Regions from separate parts of the Mus musculus genome. Here regions 2 and 3 are each linked to region 1. The links are chromatin contacts, called in public Hi-C maps. All regions are on one chromosome and are shown on one strand. The core of a region is the stretch at or near the end of the contact, and the rest is flanking DNA. Distances in the headings are between cores, read along the strand shown.

The links. A called contact is a pair of places that touch in the nucleus more often than the background predicts.
Region 2: a contact with region 1 is called in a Hi-C map of embryonic stem cells, with 4 times the contacts expected there. The contact joins the promoter of G630093K05Rik here to the promoter of 4930471G24Rik in region 1. A contact is called at or near these places in 1 of 39 promoter capture datasets (embryonic stem cells), 2 of 15 datasets of contacts at CTCF or cohesin (both in embryonic stem cells), 46 of 484 Hi-C or Micro-C datasets (Sertoli cells, cerebral cortex, differentiating embryonic stem cells and 11 more) and 5 of 115 datasets of contacts at active chromatin or transcription factors (astrocytes, embryonic stem cells, neural progenitor cells and 1 more).
Region 3: a Hi-C map of cerebellum shows a contact between it and region 1, with 1.9 times the contacts expected there. The contact joins the enhancer-like site here to the promoter of 4930471G24Rik in region 1. A contact is called at or near these places in 8 of 484 Hi-C or Micro-C datasets (cerebellum, embryonic stem cells, liver and 4 more), 3 of 115 datasets of contacts at active chromatin or transcription factors (all in embryonic stem cells) and 1 of 9 other capture datasets (embryonic stem cells).

The regions. Positions count from the first base shown.
Region 1 is chr13:47,665,058-47,670,162 of GRCm38.p6, forward strand. It overlaps 4930471G24Rik (RIKEN cDNA 4930471G24 gene), which reads left to right and starts at 2,493. Exons shown (of 2, transcript NR_153835.1): 1 at 2,493-2,931; 2 at 3,083-3,336.
Region 2 is chr13:47,907,236-47,912,340 of GRCm38.p6, forward strand. It overlaps G630093K05Rik (RIKEN cDNA G630093K05 gene), which reads left to right and starts at 3,200. Exons shown (of 3, transcript NR_045156.1): 1 at 3,200-3,291. The region is part of intron 2 of Gm40938 (a long non-coding RNA gene); the gene reads right to left.
Region 3 is chr13:47,845,515-47,850,619 of GRCm38.p6, forward strand. Gm35991 (a long non-coding RNA gene) reads left to right here. Exons shown (of 3, transcript XR_382321.2): 2 at 1,346-1,465. Gm52029 (a long non-coding RNA gene) reads right to left here. Exons shown (of 3, transcript XR_003950538.1): 3 at 1,955-2,325. Among named protein-coding and RNA genes, the nearest start is that of Gm35991, 4.3 kb to the left of the region's middle. Within about 2 kb of position 3,062, at least 26 of the 459 cell types and tissues checked have an H3K27ac peak or open chromatin away from gene starts, as enhancers often do. A contact at or near this core is called in cerebellum, where this site is marked.

The DNA.
Region 1 (5,105 bases), core at 1,243-3,742:
CCTGACCTCTTCCCAGTGTGACTACATTGGAGATACAAAGCCAATTACTGATAAACAATGTCATGAGGATGGAGACCCAACCCAGCAGTGCCGGTGTCCCTAGGAGACGAACCTGAGACACTAGAGACAACCACGTTCAGAGCAGCGAAGATCATGAGAGGACACAATGAGGTGGCAACCACCTTTACCCCAGGGAAATCAAAAGGCCTCAGGGAAATCCAGAGCTATGCAAAATTAATTTCTGTAGATGAAGCCTTGCAGTCTGTGATAGTCTGTTATTGTAGGTTTAGTAAAGCAACGCACATGCATGAGCTGCTGTGCTAAATTGGGAGTAATTGATGCTGTGACCCCACCAGTATTGTCTCTGAGAGCTACTTGTCTCATGGTTTTTTCCCTGGACATAACGGGGACTCCAGTGACACTATCCACAGTGGATTTGTTTTCCAGCAGAGAAGCCTGTTGCTTTAGTTCTCATGCATGTGGCCAAAGAAGCATGTAGCTGCATCGCTGTGGGCCAGTGCCCTGCAAAACTGCCGGAGGAATAAAAATGCAAAAGAAATGTGTTTGGAATGGGGTTGGGGATTTAGCTCAGTGGTACAGCGCTTGCCTAGCAAGCTCAAGGCGTTGAGTTCGGTCCTCAGCTCCCGAAGAGAGAAAAAAAATCAACAACAACAACAACAACAACAACAACAAAAAACAAAAAAAACAAGAAAAAACCCAATGTGTTTGTAGCTCCAATCAGTTCATGCCCGGAGGCTGAACTTCTCAATCATTCAAGCTAATACGTCTCCTGAATTGTTCGTGCCGTGTTGTTTTGATTCCTTTATTAGTGGTGCAAACTGATGTAAGGGTCTGCAAGGGGCCCACAGCCAACTAAACTCTGACCCCCAACGAAGGCTCCCAGGCAGCTGTTGGTACACAGGCTATCGTGTCTTCAAGTTGTCACTTCCAAGTTCCTCAGGAGGAAATTCGGTTGGTGCTTCAATGTAGGTCTTTATAGATAGGTAAATAAGAAATTTATAATTGCGTACGCGGCATAGAAAGCTGAATGTCAAATACTCAGCTTTGTCTCAGATCAGCCTGGCTCTCAGAATCCTTTTTTCCTTCTATGGCTCCAGGTTAGAGTTGACCCAAAGCAGCATTTGCACCGTTCGGAAAGTAGAACCAAGACACCGTAAACACAGGTGAGTTCAGTCATGATTAGATGCTACCAGAGAGAGGCAGACAGAGAGGAGACAGGCTGTTTCACCTTCTCAGTCCTTGCCGTGTGTCTACCTCTTTCTTGGGCACCCTGTGTTCTTGCTAACCTGCGCTAACTCAGCTTGCTAACCTGCGCTAACTCAGCTTGATCACCAGAGGCAGAGGCAAGATTCTCCTGCTGACTGCACCAGCTCGTCCTGACACTCACCTCAGGCTGGGTGCGCCTGACCTCATTCCCCCGAGTTCTCCTGCAAGCTCCCACTTGTTCATTTGTGCCCCTCCCCGAGGGCTGATGGGGACAGACTTGTCTGGGCCCCTAGCCCTTCCTCAGCCTCTCACTCCCCAACTTCTTGGGTGTGGCCCTGCTTCTATAAATAATATAGGCTGCACTCTATTCTTAGTGGCCTAGCTGTCCTGAAGGACCTCTGACACACAAATGCATTCTGAAACAGCAAATGGAACAGGAAAGAGAAAGTATGAGAGGGAAAGAGTGATGCTATAAATAACACACACAGGGAGTTCACACCTAGCAAGAGGCTTGGCAACACAGAGCTGAGGGGGTTAGGGAGACAATTCTAAAATCCATCCTAAAGTATATGAAGACCATTCAAAGAATAATCAGTATTATGAAAGATTTGGCTCCAGCAACACTTATAACTACACACATCTTAAAATGCTACCTAAACATAATAATCACAGAAAATGCTGTGTGAGTTTTCTTTAGAGCCTTCGCTTATAAGTTGCGTTTTCTAAAACCTTATGGTATCTTGCTGAGGGAAAAAAAGAAAACCAAGGCCGAGCTCTTTCAAAGGAAAAGGAGCTCGGTAGGTATGAAGCTGCAGGAACCAAATGCACATTGCTCTGCTGACTGCTGGAGCTCAGCCATTTACTTTCCTGAACACAGGGCTCCCCTCCAGCTCTGCCTTGCCTTTGCAAGAGCTGCTATGGAAAATAAATACCAGGAGTGTAAGCAAAGCAAGGGAAGGAGGTGGCCCCCAAGAAGCAGAGAGATGATGATGATGATGATGATGATGATGATGATAAAAGAAGCTCCCCCGCTGGGACTAATAGAGTCCCTCTTCTCCTTGGTTTTAGACGGGATCTGCACTCAGCTATGCCCTCCAGAGAGATGAAATCCTCTAACCAAACAATGCGCTGACAGGGGACCCTCTGCTCCTGTGTTTTTCTGCCCTGGCTCCAAGGAGTTGGTTTCCTGGCAACCTGCCATGGTGCCGTCATTGCTCCGAAGCATCAATTGGCCTCTAGGGGGAGCCCATCGGCCGTCAACCTCTGAGGATCTCCTCCTCCGGGCTGGCAGGCTGGTCCTTGCAGAGCTCAGGTTGGGCAGCAGCCAGAATAAGGTTATGGCAAGGCATAGGTATTTGATAAATTGGTGTTTTGTGCCTCCTGCACTGTGGGCAACTTCCTGACGGACAACTGCTGACTTTCTAGACTTTGAAGCTAAAAGATATGTAGGAGACAGAGGTCTCGTGGTTTTGGCTAATAAAAGTCTTCCCTAGCTAACTGATCACAGATCAGTAAGCGTCCGGCTTTGCTGTGAAAATGTCTCCCTCACTTCTGGTTTGTCTCACCAATAACTGATTAGTCATTAGTTGAACTGTCTAATGACTTAAAACAATCTAACAACGCAAGATGTTCTCCATTGTGCATACCTATATTCTGCCTCTAAAGACTTCCTGAAGAAAGAAGTCATGCAAACCAGAAAGCAAGGTGAGCAGGCATTTTCATTTTAACGAGAAAGCCTGGCTGTGACCTGCGCACATGCAGGGCTGCCCGCCGAAAGAGGAATTTGTTCTTCTGTGGGTACTACGTCCTGGCACTCCATTCCCCAGATATCTGTTTTTTTCAACCCTCTCTCTAGGTGTGTACACCTTGCAACTTAAATTGGGTCAGAGAGCAGACCCCAAGGGTGGAAGGAAGAAAACATCTGCCTTTCTCACAGGAGAACTCCAGCCGCAGTGACTGGTACCAGGCCAGGCCAATTGTCAAGGTCAGCGCTGGGAAGAAGCTGTTTACTTTGGTCTTCTCCCTGGCTTCTTGGTTTGGTTCTTAAGCATTCATTTCCTATTTTGAAGTTGAGATGATGGGTTGAGGTAAATAAACTGAAAAGCCACAGTCAAAAGTCTACTATGGAATTTTTTTTAAGCATTTAGTTCTACCAGAAGTAGAGGAAGGGACTAGCTATACCAGGGAAATTCTGCAATGGTTTCTTAAATGGTAACTCTGCTTATATGTTTATTTCCCCCATTATTCTATACAGCTTCAAGCTAGGACAGAACAGGTTGTCTATGCTGTCTTCTTGTTTCAGAATCCTATTGTACACAGTGGTATATTGCTTCCATGGAGTGAAAGTCTAACCTCCCACCTCTGAGAAGTGTATATACCAGGCTGCTTGCCTTCAGTTTGAAATTGAAGGGTACAGGCATTCACATTTTCTCGAAAATAAAGTCTCTTAAATGCTTGCTTTTCCCATTCCTTTTATGATCACTTGCACGTGGGAACGGAAGAAATTTATCTCAGTTATGTTGCCATCAGGAACTCAGAGGATCTTCCAGTTCTTTGAAAACCAGCCAAGGACTACATGTATTCGAAAGTGACTGCAAATATTACAAACAGCAAGAGGGAGGTAACAAAGATGGCGGATTTCTGTAATGGTGTCCATATCCATCACTGTTCTAAAATGTAGTGAATGTAGCCCATGAGGTGCCCAGCTCTGATAATATAACTACAACACAACTCCTGCACGTAAGGCTCAGGGAACATCACAGAAGAGGGTGTGGAAAGATTGTAAGAGCCAGAGGCCTAGGATACTGCGGCAAGATAGTGTCTTCTATATGCAATAGGAAAACTGCACCCATGAAATCATTGTCTAAGCATGTCCTGCATAATAGCAGCACCAACTGGTATACCAGTGTGAATGGAGGGAATCCTACAGGGTTCCTATCCCTAGCTGAAGTGCTATAGGCAATTAAAGACTTCCTATAGAGGAAGAATAGGTCTTCTCCAGCAGTAATTCAGCTGATAGGTTATAAGCCCTAAGCACATATATGTAAGAGCAATGCTAAAAGGACTTAGCAGTATGTATGTGTGTGTGTATGTATGCGTGTGTGTACATTTTTACTTGTATGCATATATATATGTATACACACACATACATGTAAGATAATGTAACAATAACAAAGAAGAGGTAATGAATTTGAGAGGGAGTCAGGGGGCTTGATATGAATTAGAAGGGGGAAAAGGGATGTGGGGATGTGAGGTTGAGGCACACCCCTCTATAAACAGTGCCTCTAGTCTTTGCCTGGTGATAGGGAAGAAGTGCCTATTAGTTGTGTACTTTTAAAAGTGAGGACAACCTGATACCTTTGATACTTTCCTTGTATCCTCATGAAAGAAATGGAGGCATATCAGAAAGAATAAATATCACTATAGAAAACAGGAAGGGATAAGGGGAGAAGAAAGTATAAAATTGAAAAGATAAACCAGATATTACTTAACATCACAGTATGGCTGGTGTGTACATAAGGCACGGGGTGGCCATTACCCAACCATCAGGGTGTCCTTCTCCCTTTTATGCAGATGACAGAGAAAGAGAGAGAGAGAGAGAGAGAGAGAGAGAGAGAGAGAGAGAGACCCCTTGCCTTTTGAAACTAGGGTTAATATTGGATAATTAATTTATGGAGAGCAGCCCCTTAGCGACAATCCTCGGCAGGATCTTTTGCCTCCACATTCTGTGTGGTGAAGTACAGATCCTTTCCCAATGCAGCAGATCTGTGGAGGGCCACAGCATGATTGGCATTCTAAAGGCGGGTCTCAAATGATGCTTCTGCCACACTGGGCAACAAAAGGATGTCTGGGAGATGTGGTGTCATTATTTGATGTTG
Region 2 (5,105 bases), core at 1,950-4,449, 240 kb after region 1:
GCTGTTAAGGATAGAAGTTGGATTTTAAACTCAGATTTGCTAGAATCTTCTCTCTCTCTTTTTTATTCTCTGAACATGAGATGTATATTACAGTAAGAGAGCTCACCAAAGGTCCAGGGACTGCGACACTAATATCAATAACGATATTGATAAAGCAGCTGACCGACAATCTCAAGCTGTGTGTAAAGTAGAACTCTAAAGTCCCATAGGCTTTTAAAATAAATCAGCATTTTAACGATATTTCTTGCATGATGCATAATCAAAATTGCATGCCTTTAATTTCTTGGGGACAGACTGTTTCTTTGTTTGGTTTATTGATTTTTCTTACTGTCCCAAGGCAACCTTCAGAGAAGGTTCAGAAGAGCTCTGAGGCGAGGTGGAGACAGAGAGGTGGCTGAACAGAGGCAGATGCCCTGGAATAACCTGAAGCTAGAGAGGTGACATCACATACAGCTGTGGCAGCATCTGCCTTACTGAATTCTTCCTCTTCAGCCATCTACCCAGGTGGCCTGAAGAACAATGAGAACATGAAGATATTTTTAGGATGTTGCTAAATGCATCCCTCAAGAAAACATGATTCAGGCCTGTGATATCACCAGGCTATGCACTAGGCCAGGGAACACCCATGGCTTTGGGTGACATGTTAGACACAAATGACTAAGCCTAAACTTGAGAACTGGGCTGGCTGGGTGGAAAACATTCCCATAAACCTATTCAAGTGTGTCCTATACTGTCTGACATTACGTCCTTCATGAGGAATCAACCGGCAAGGAAGAACTTGTTGATGTAGCCACAAAATCCTTCACAGATTGCACTGAAATATAAGCAGAACACATCAACAGTGAAACTTGGATTTAGGATGACCGGGTAGAAATATTTTGAGAAAATGGAGGATAAAGATCTTGATGCCATCTTCAATATGGGCCTACGGGTTGCAGTCACTGTTCCCCCCAAACACCAGCCAATCTAGTGATACTAGTAAATATTATTTTTAAATGAAATAGAGGGGCTGGAGAGATGGCTCAGGTGTTATGAGCATGTACAGTTGTTGTAGAATACCTGAGTTCTATTCTCAGCCCCATCTCCGGGGGGATCTGCCTCTTGCCTCTGAGGACACCTGCAACCATATGGGTACACACACACACACACACACACACACACACACACACACCCCTCTGGATCCTTAAAAATTAAATAGAATAGCATTTAGTATCCGTAGTAAAAGTTAGCACTTTGGTTAGTTCTTTACCCTGAGAGTCTGTGGGTGCTGGATCACAATGTGTTATATCTCCTATGCCTGTCACAAAGAAGTGTAAAAGAAGTGAAAATGTTATTGCTTTAGATCAGGGATTCTTAAGCATCCCATTCAAATCCCCTTTCTGTCCATTTTTTTTTCTGGGATCCTGGACGTACTGGTATATAAAATAAGCAAACAAATCTAACATTTGCTGATAATGAATCACAAGGTAATTTATTTTAAAACAATTCTTTACTGTACATAAAATTTTACCATCTATTAAAGATCAAAGCAAATTTGCATACTAATGAGAAACATGTGCTTGTTTGCTTAATATAATCCAACCCAAAGATATACTAATTTGATACTTACATGCTGAAGAGTGATGGTAGGAAAATATTAAAAGTATTTGTTTTCTCTGTAATTAGACAATTATGTTTCTAGAACAGCAGAAAATTTGCATGTATGGTAGAAACACTTCAGTTTGTTACATACCAATGATGTCAAGGCTTAGCCAAGGTGTGTCATGTAGAACCCATTGATGTGTGTGTTGCGGAGCATACTTCATGCAAACTGTACATGTGTGTGCAGAACCAGGCGTGCAGGGAAACAGTTTGTGGCCCTTGTGCATTCAGAAACCGTGTACTATTGATGTACATTATCAATAATTCTCAAGACCCACCCCATGTTCGCATACCTTAACCCATATAGGATCACAACCCTCAGTTTAAGAAGCTTTGATGTATATGATGTATACAATATTTCTAAAACACTTTAACTTTGTGGTTGTTCAGGTCATTATATGCCTTGGTGGCATCCTGAGTAACTTTTAGCAGTGCCCAAGTTTCCTATGAGTTACTTAGAGGTGGCTGTAAATGGCCTCTCCGTGGCTGGTCTATCAGATTGGGGGCACACCAAACCCAGAAAAGTCATGCTTTACCTCTTGTGTCCCCGAAGCAGAATGTAATGCAAAACCTGTCATCAGGGGTTGTCCCCAATGGCAGAGTCCATGGTCTCCCATGCAGGATGAAAAGGATGGTAGGTGACCTATGGCCACCATGGCATAACACTGAGTGAGTTCCAAGGCCAGCATGGCATAATACTGAATCAGTTCCAAGGCAGACGCTTCAGTGACTTCACTTTCACAGACTCTCAGTTAAATTGCTCCCCTCCCTTCTCACTCTGTAGTTGGATATGGTCAGACACAGCCCAATAAATACATGGCTTGCTCAAGGGCACACACTTGAACAGGGCCAGCCTGATATTAAAGTGCTTCCTAAAGTGATTCAGTGTGTTCCAAGCATACGTGCTCCTCTTCCATACGAGAGGCACAAATATTGTCACGTGCTTTTGGGAAAAGCCATTTGACACTTCTCTGAGGTTACTGAAGGTTTTGGAAGTTCGAGCTTGGATGTTCCGCTTGGAATAAATCTAAGTAACTTTCTCTCCCCCCCCCCTCTCTCTGAGTGAGGAAGAATAGAGAGGGTTTAGAGGTCACTGAGCCCCTCAAGACCAGGCAGGTCTTCTGGAGTTACTATTGGAAACAAAGGGAACACTGGAGATGCTGGCAGTGCACACAGACTCTCAGACAGCTGGAGTGTTTCTGCATGATTTAGCCTCATGTAACGAGTCTGGCATTTCCAAGTTTGGGGAGGAGAGATGAGATGAAGTTCACGTTCGCTTGGGGTTATCTCTGTAATCATTGCCCTTTGATGCCAGTAATATTCAACTCAAAAATCTAGATAATCTTCTCATTATACAGAGTGTAGTATCATCCCAGAATTCTGATCGGTAACATTTCCACACAGGGAACACTTCTCTGTGCAGCATGTCCTTTTCCTATGAAGTCACTTCTTGGCTGGCTCTCTCTCCGTTGCCCTTGACTCTCCACCAGCCCCCAATGGCATGTCAATGAGGGCAACTGTGCATAGAGACCTTTCTCAGACACTGAGTTTCTAGTTCATTCAAATTTCTGTTTGGGGTGCTCTGAAAACACAGAAGGGACACGGGACAGATGTGCCATCCAACCGGGAACATCTGGAGAGTTTCACTGAGTGGGTAAAGTGACCTCTTCTCATTTGTGGAGACAGAAAGTCTATTTCAGGGATGGGTAGGGGCTGCAGCAAACTGGTGGTAGGGTCACATTTCTAGGCATGACGTGAATGGTGCAGTTAGCACCAGTGCCATGTTTTAGAGACCTGGTTTGGACAGTAAATTGGCTTGAAATAAAATAAGCGAAATCTGGCTGTGATTCCACTGCCCTGGTGAGATGGTTTCAGAGCCCAGGGGAAAAGGACAAAAGGGGTCTGATTCTCTCCAATCAAGTAACGAAATAGCAGCTGTTCCCATGGGCAAGAAGTACAAATGGCTTTGCTGCTGAAATAGGCTTACAAGGATCCAGGCTAATCTTTGTGAAACTGTGCTTTGAATGACTGCTGTTAACAAGCATTTGCTAAGATAGTTGCTGGGTTTTTGGTTTGTTTTGTTTTGTTGTTGAGATTTCAGAGTGCAGCAAACCTCTCCTGCCTTCTCTTGTCTCTTCATTTCTATTAAGGGACGAGAAGAGCTACTCCAAAAATCTGCAAAGAAAAGCAACTCTTCAGTCATGTTTGTGGCACTGGCTATAGATTCTGCCAAGCTACATAGTCCAACTCTGGGGATAGCACTGGTACAAAGGAATTATAAAGAACAAGTATATTCAGACCTAAGCATACCTCGGGTATTAAAAAGCATTTGTATATGATCTACACATGTCCTCATACATACTTGGAATAACTTCTAAATTACTTATAATACTGAGGAAGATATGAATACCATGTAAGAAAGTATTATGCTGCATTCTTCAGAGTGACAAGAAAAAGTTTACACATAGTCAGTACAGATAGAAATTTTTTGAATACTTTCAATCCACATTGGTTAAGACCATAAGTTCAGAAACCATGACCAGGAAGGGTCAGCTGTACTTAAATCTGCTCTCTCTTAATATCCAGATGATGAGAAAGAACTTCAGGAAGTGTCTCTCCACACAGACTCCCAACTCTCTATTTTATTTGGAGTTTTTGTTTTCTTGAGATGGCATCTTACTAATTAATATGTACCCCTGGCTGGCCTTGAGCTCATCATATAGTCCAAGATAACATGGAACTTGATGCAGTTCTTTTACCTCAGCTTCCCAAGTGTTGGGACTATGGCTCTGTGCCACCATGCCTGAATTTTTAAGATAAGTATCTTTATTGATTATTTGAGAATTCCATACAATGTATTTTTATCATATCCATCCCCAACTCTTCCCTTAACTCCTCCCAGAACCACTCCAAGATTCCCTGCCATATTTCATTTCTTTAAAAAAGTAATAATAATCCATTGGCTCAAATTTGTGCTTTCCCTGGTGTGAGTTCATCAAACGGCTCGAGAGCCACACCATTAAAGAAAATGGACTCCATCTCTCTTATCTTTCCCCAGATGCCACCATTAGTCCATAGATCCTCAGTTAGGAGTTAGGGTTTATGGATCCTTTCCCACTCTAAGCTGTAAGGTTGACTAGCTTGACCTTGCACAGAGAAGTACAGCTGATAGGAGTTCATGAGACCAGTGGCCCTGATGTTTGCAGAAGATACTGTTGCACTTTGGTCCTCCCTCACCTCCAGCTCTTATAGTCTTCCTTCCATTGATGGTCCCCAGGCCTTGGGGAGAGAGTGTGATGCAGACACCCTCTTTGTGATTGAGATCTCTTGTATTCTCTGATCTTTGACCAGTTGTGAATCTGTTGTCAACCACCATCTACTGCGCAATGAAACTTCTCTTTTAGGAACTGAGGACTGTACTAATATGAAAGCAGAGACCTGTGAACTTAGAGAAGAGTTTGATA
Region 3 (5,105 bases), core at 1,812-4,311, 180 kb after region 1:
TCACAACTGCCTAACTCCAGTTCCACAGGAGATGGCACCCTCTTCTAGCCTCTGCAGCACTAGATATGCACATGTTTTTTACCCTGAGCTACATCAACTTAAATTTAAAAAAAAAAAAAGAGTACTTTTGGCTCATGGTTTCAGGGGCTTCAGTCATGATTGGCTGGTTTCATATATATATAGTATATTATATAATATACATTATATATAATATAATATATAATAATGTATATTATATATCATATGATATATAAGCCTGGTGAGGATTGACTCAGCACTCGAAGCAGGGCTAGTTCATAAAGACACAGAAGCACTTTGGAGAGAAAAGGGTTAAGTGTATATATGCTGTTGCCTGATTTGGTTGTCTGTCAGAATGCATGCTCTAGGGCAAATGCTGCTATAGGTCATGGCCTTAAAGAAGAAAGAGCATTAGCTATTGAACTTGTCCTACTGGTCAACCAAACGGTCCCTGAGCAATTTCGCAGGAAGTAAAAGAAAAACAGTTCTCCTAAAGATGTTTTTTTCAGTAAAATGGCCACCACTAGTTTCCATTGCCTTTCCAGAAAGCTAGCAAAGAGCACATCTCATGTGTGACCCACAGACACTCACTCAGTCACCCTATCCTGATTGCGCCTAATGACTCTTCTTGGTTTAATGGTTTTCATTGTAACTACTAATTCTGTCCCTAATGACTCCATGATGAGAATTATGACTGCTCTTACAGAACAGAATTTCAAATAAAGAGAGGCACTGTAGAAAGAAAGAAAGAAAGAGAGAGAGAGAGAGAGAGAGAGAGAGAGAGAGAAAGAAGAAAGAAAGAAAGAAAGAAAGAAAGAAAGAAAGAAAGAAAGAAAGAAAGAAAGAAAGAAAGAAAGAAGAGTGAACAAGCCAGAGAGTGTCAGGACATAAATGTTAATTTGTTTACTTTTTTAACTTCTTTGAGATTTTTTTTCCCACAAAACCCATAAAACTAGGAGCCAGCTAGAGTAGAAGCACTTGTGGCCACACCTGATGATCCAAGTTCAAGCTCCCCAAAACCACATGGCATAAGGAAGGAATTGGCTATCTCAAGTTGCCTTTAGACCACACACACACACACACACACACACACACACACACACACATACACACACCACAAATAAATGAATACAGACATAATAATATTAAAAGTACATAAATCTAAAGCATATTTCCTATATTGGCAGTAAAGGACATGTACAACATTCCACTTGAGTTTCTTATATGTAGTTTTCCCTTCAGAAATTCTCTGTCAGGTAATGCAGTGGTCTGCTTTGTGTTGCCATCCACTTGCAAACCATGTTTCTGGGTTCCTTTCCATGAGCAGATGAAGAAGCATTTCCATGACACCGTGAAAGTGAACCACCATCTGGCAAATAACCTCGGGCATAAGCTCAGCATGTCTTGGCCTTTGAAGAGGACAGTCCCCAGCCTTCTGTAGCCATGGGTTAGTTGAATTAATTGGTGCTATCCTATGTCTAATGGTTGTTTTCAAACTAGAATCTTCCATGCCTAGAGAAAGGACTGAGAGATGGCCGAAGGGTCAAAGAGAAAAGAAGGTCTGGCTTGAGTAGGCTAAAGGAATTCTCCATGCCTCTGATCCTGCCTCAGTCCTTATAGCTTTACTAACTGAGATATGACATCACAGTTGACCTCCTAAACCAAGCCACCTTATGTTATGAGAATCTTCCACACTGCACCACAAGGAGATCATTGAAGTTGCCATTAAGTCCTTAGGCTCAACTCATCTCTGTTCCTTATACCACTTGGTTCAGGCTTTGAGCCTGAATCAAACTGTGAGTACCACTCATCTGTAGGCTCTAAGACCTTGATGACCACATAGACCAAGTGGAATGAAGCTAATGAGAAATTCTTTAAACTCACAGTTGTGAACAAGGAAGAACTATAGCCGTATGGATGATGGTATCTTGGGATTAAATAATACTAACATTGTAGGTGTGTTAAGATGGAACCAATGCTCTGACAACCACACTGCCCTTATCCACTCTTCTCCTTTTACTGTTGAAGCTGGAGCCATGTAGTGCTAAGAAGGCAAGGGGAAGGGGCTCTGGAGGTCCGGAGCCCGTGGTTCAGGTAGCCCTGAAACTCACCTTACACTCCTCATAGAAGCTAGCGATGTCTCTGTCCAGTAAGTCTGTTTGAACAGGAGTTTCATCTCCTGCAGCGGGAGCTGTTCAGTCAGGGTGTCCTCCTTCTAAGAGACTGGGCACCACTCTCCAGTCCCGTGAGCTGCTTGTAATGGTGGATGTTCCTCACGTTTCCTATTCCAATGAGAAATGTCAACATCTAAAATGAGAGAGAGAGAGAGAGAGAGAGAGAGAGAGAGAGAGAGAGAGAGAGAGAGAGAGATTGTCATGTTACATAAAACCCAGTGGCCCTCCTGTCTCAGCTTCTTAAATGCTGGGGTTACAGGTATTGACTGCCACATCCAGCTTTCAAAATGGAAGGTAGTATATTCTGTGTTTAAAAGTTCTTCTTTTACTTTAAAGGGTGTTCTTGCCCATTGAAAACAGGGCAGCATAAAATGATCTCTAAAACAAACCCAGGGAGCTGAACAAAAGATCTTCCTGGTGTTATTTCCTGCTTTTGTTCTCAGTGTTCCTTTCCTCCTAATGAATGACAGAGTAAGTGAGAATATTCAAATTTATATAGAGAATATTTAGAACTGATCAATTGAGAAATATTAGAATTTCATTATAACTTTCCAAATGAATCCACATTAGAATTTCAGGTGTTATAAATGAATACTGAATTTTATTTTTTTCTTTTTGAAAAGAGGTATGTTTCTTGGGGCTACTTGAATCACAGAATTTATTCGACCGTGTACTTCACACACAAACAAACCCGGGTGGTATCAGCACTCATAACGTAAAAAGGCCTGGCTGAAGACAGGTATTGGGGAGCCCACTCCTAATGCTGGTGTGAACACCATCCGACATTCAAAGAGCTGTTCACGAGTCTCCACTGGGTCCTGGCAGCCAGCCCTTCCCACCCCCTTCCCATTCTGCACTGCCTCATGTTTACACAGAGAGAGCGAAACTGTTGCCAGCGTTTAATACAGCATAATTTATAAGCTGAGAAGAGAACTCAGCATGCCTTCCCTTTAACAGGGAAACAGACAGACTTTCAGAAGCAACTGAAGGGTGGAGACATTTCTTGGAAACCAAGGTAACTGCTGAGTGGCCACATCCTTTCTGCCCCACAGGGTTTGCTTCTCAGAGGTTGGCAGGACCCTCCTGGGAAAGATGCCTCTGACAACCCTTCTCCCTGAATAATAGAAGGAAGAGTCAAGCTGCTGAGGCTGTTATTTCTAAAGCTCTTAATGCATTCATTGCTTCCTTAGCCTGGGAACGGCACCCAGGGGCTCTGAAATCAGAGGGTTCCCTTAAAGGGAAGGTCCACCGCACAGAATCTGTTAGGTCTGAGCCCAGAGATTCTGCAGTGTCAGAGGCTAGGGAGACAGCACCATATACTGATTACTGCTATCCCCACCCCCGACCTAATACAGCCACTGGGAACTACTCAGCTGAACATAGTCTTCTCAATGCAAGTCCCATTCAGATCTCCAGGAATCCCAACCATGAGACATCTCGAAGCATTTGTTAAAAGTGTTAAATGTGCCTTGACCTTACAGGTACCATCATGAAGGTGATCGTAGTCAGGCCTCCCCAAAATTTAAGATCCTAATTATGCCTTTTGGGGTTCCACACCCATTTAATCAATTCTCCCAATTACTGCACCAATGGTACTTCCTTTAGAGTCCATTTCCTCGAATCTTCCCCCAAGGCCTGATTACTAGCTTGTTTGGATGCTGTGCTTGAATTGGACTTCAAACAAACACATCAGCCTTTCTGCTGTATTTGAATGTCTTAGACATGCATTGGAGCCTACATCCCTGCTTGCCTGTCCCTGGAATCCATTTCTGCCATCTTAGAGCCCTGCCTGATGTTTTGCCTAGCTACCTCCTAACCATTTCAATGACAAATAAACACAGGCTCTTATAGACTATAGAGCCCTAGATTCCCCCTAGAGACGGTGCTCAGGATGGGGACCAGGTCAATTATGCTGATTATCCAGCTAATCCCTACCATTAGGATAAGCACTCTGGTATCCCAGCATGTAAGGGTAAGACACTCTAGAGTAAACCTGGAAGGTTGCTGATGCCTGGGATGGGTATGATAATGACTCTCCTGCCACATTCCGGTCCACAGACTCCAAAGTCCACAGCAGCACTCGGTCTCATGAACTTGACCTTGATCTTTGAGTTTATCCAAAAAGATGCCACCTTGGGACCCTCACAGTAGCTGGCTTAGCACCACTCAGGGACTTCTCTATACAATACCCCCTTGCTCAACCACACTGAAGCCTTCCTCGTCAGATGCTGTCTCTCCCAGAGGCCTACAACAATTTAACGTTCACAAAGACAGAAACTATCAATCCATTCTCAGGCCACCAGTGCTTTCTGATAGATATTTATTGTTATTATTTTGCAGTGGAAGAGCTGAATGAAGAAATCAATTTTTCTCTTTGGGCTTTCTATTGGTGGGGAAATAAGACAGGTCCTCACAAGACTGAAGGGCTAGGGATGTACCTATGGGGTTCTCTCAGTGTAGCACTGCCATGAGATAAAGTGATCCAAAACTTGTCAAGATGAGCATGGAAGCTCAAGCTTGGGGTGGCATTTTCCTTTCATTCCATTGTCTGGATATAATACTTGCTAAATAGTCATCCCTTTTACCAGGAAGCCTGTTAATTAAACCAAGATAAGCATGAAGTCATCTTACTACACCCTTCTGACATTGACCTCAGATGTCTCTAAAATGTAGAGTCAAAATGGTGTGTGTATGGTATGTGAGTGTGTTTGTGTGTATGCATCTCTCTCTCTCTCTGTCTGTCTCTGTGTGTGTGTGTGTCTGTATGTGTGTGTGGGGAGTGTGAGTATGTTTGTATGTATGTGTCCGTGTCTGTCTGACTGTGTGTGTTCGTGTGTCTGTGTCCATGTGTGAGTGAGTGTGTGTGTGTGTGTGTGTGTGTGTGTGTGTCTGTCTGTCTGTCTGTCTGTCTCT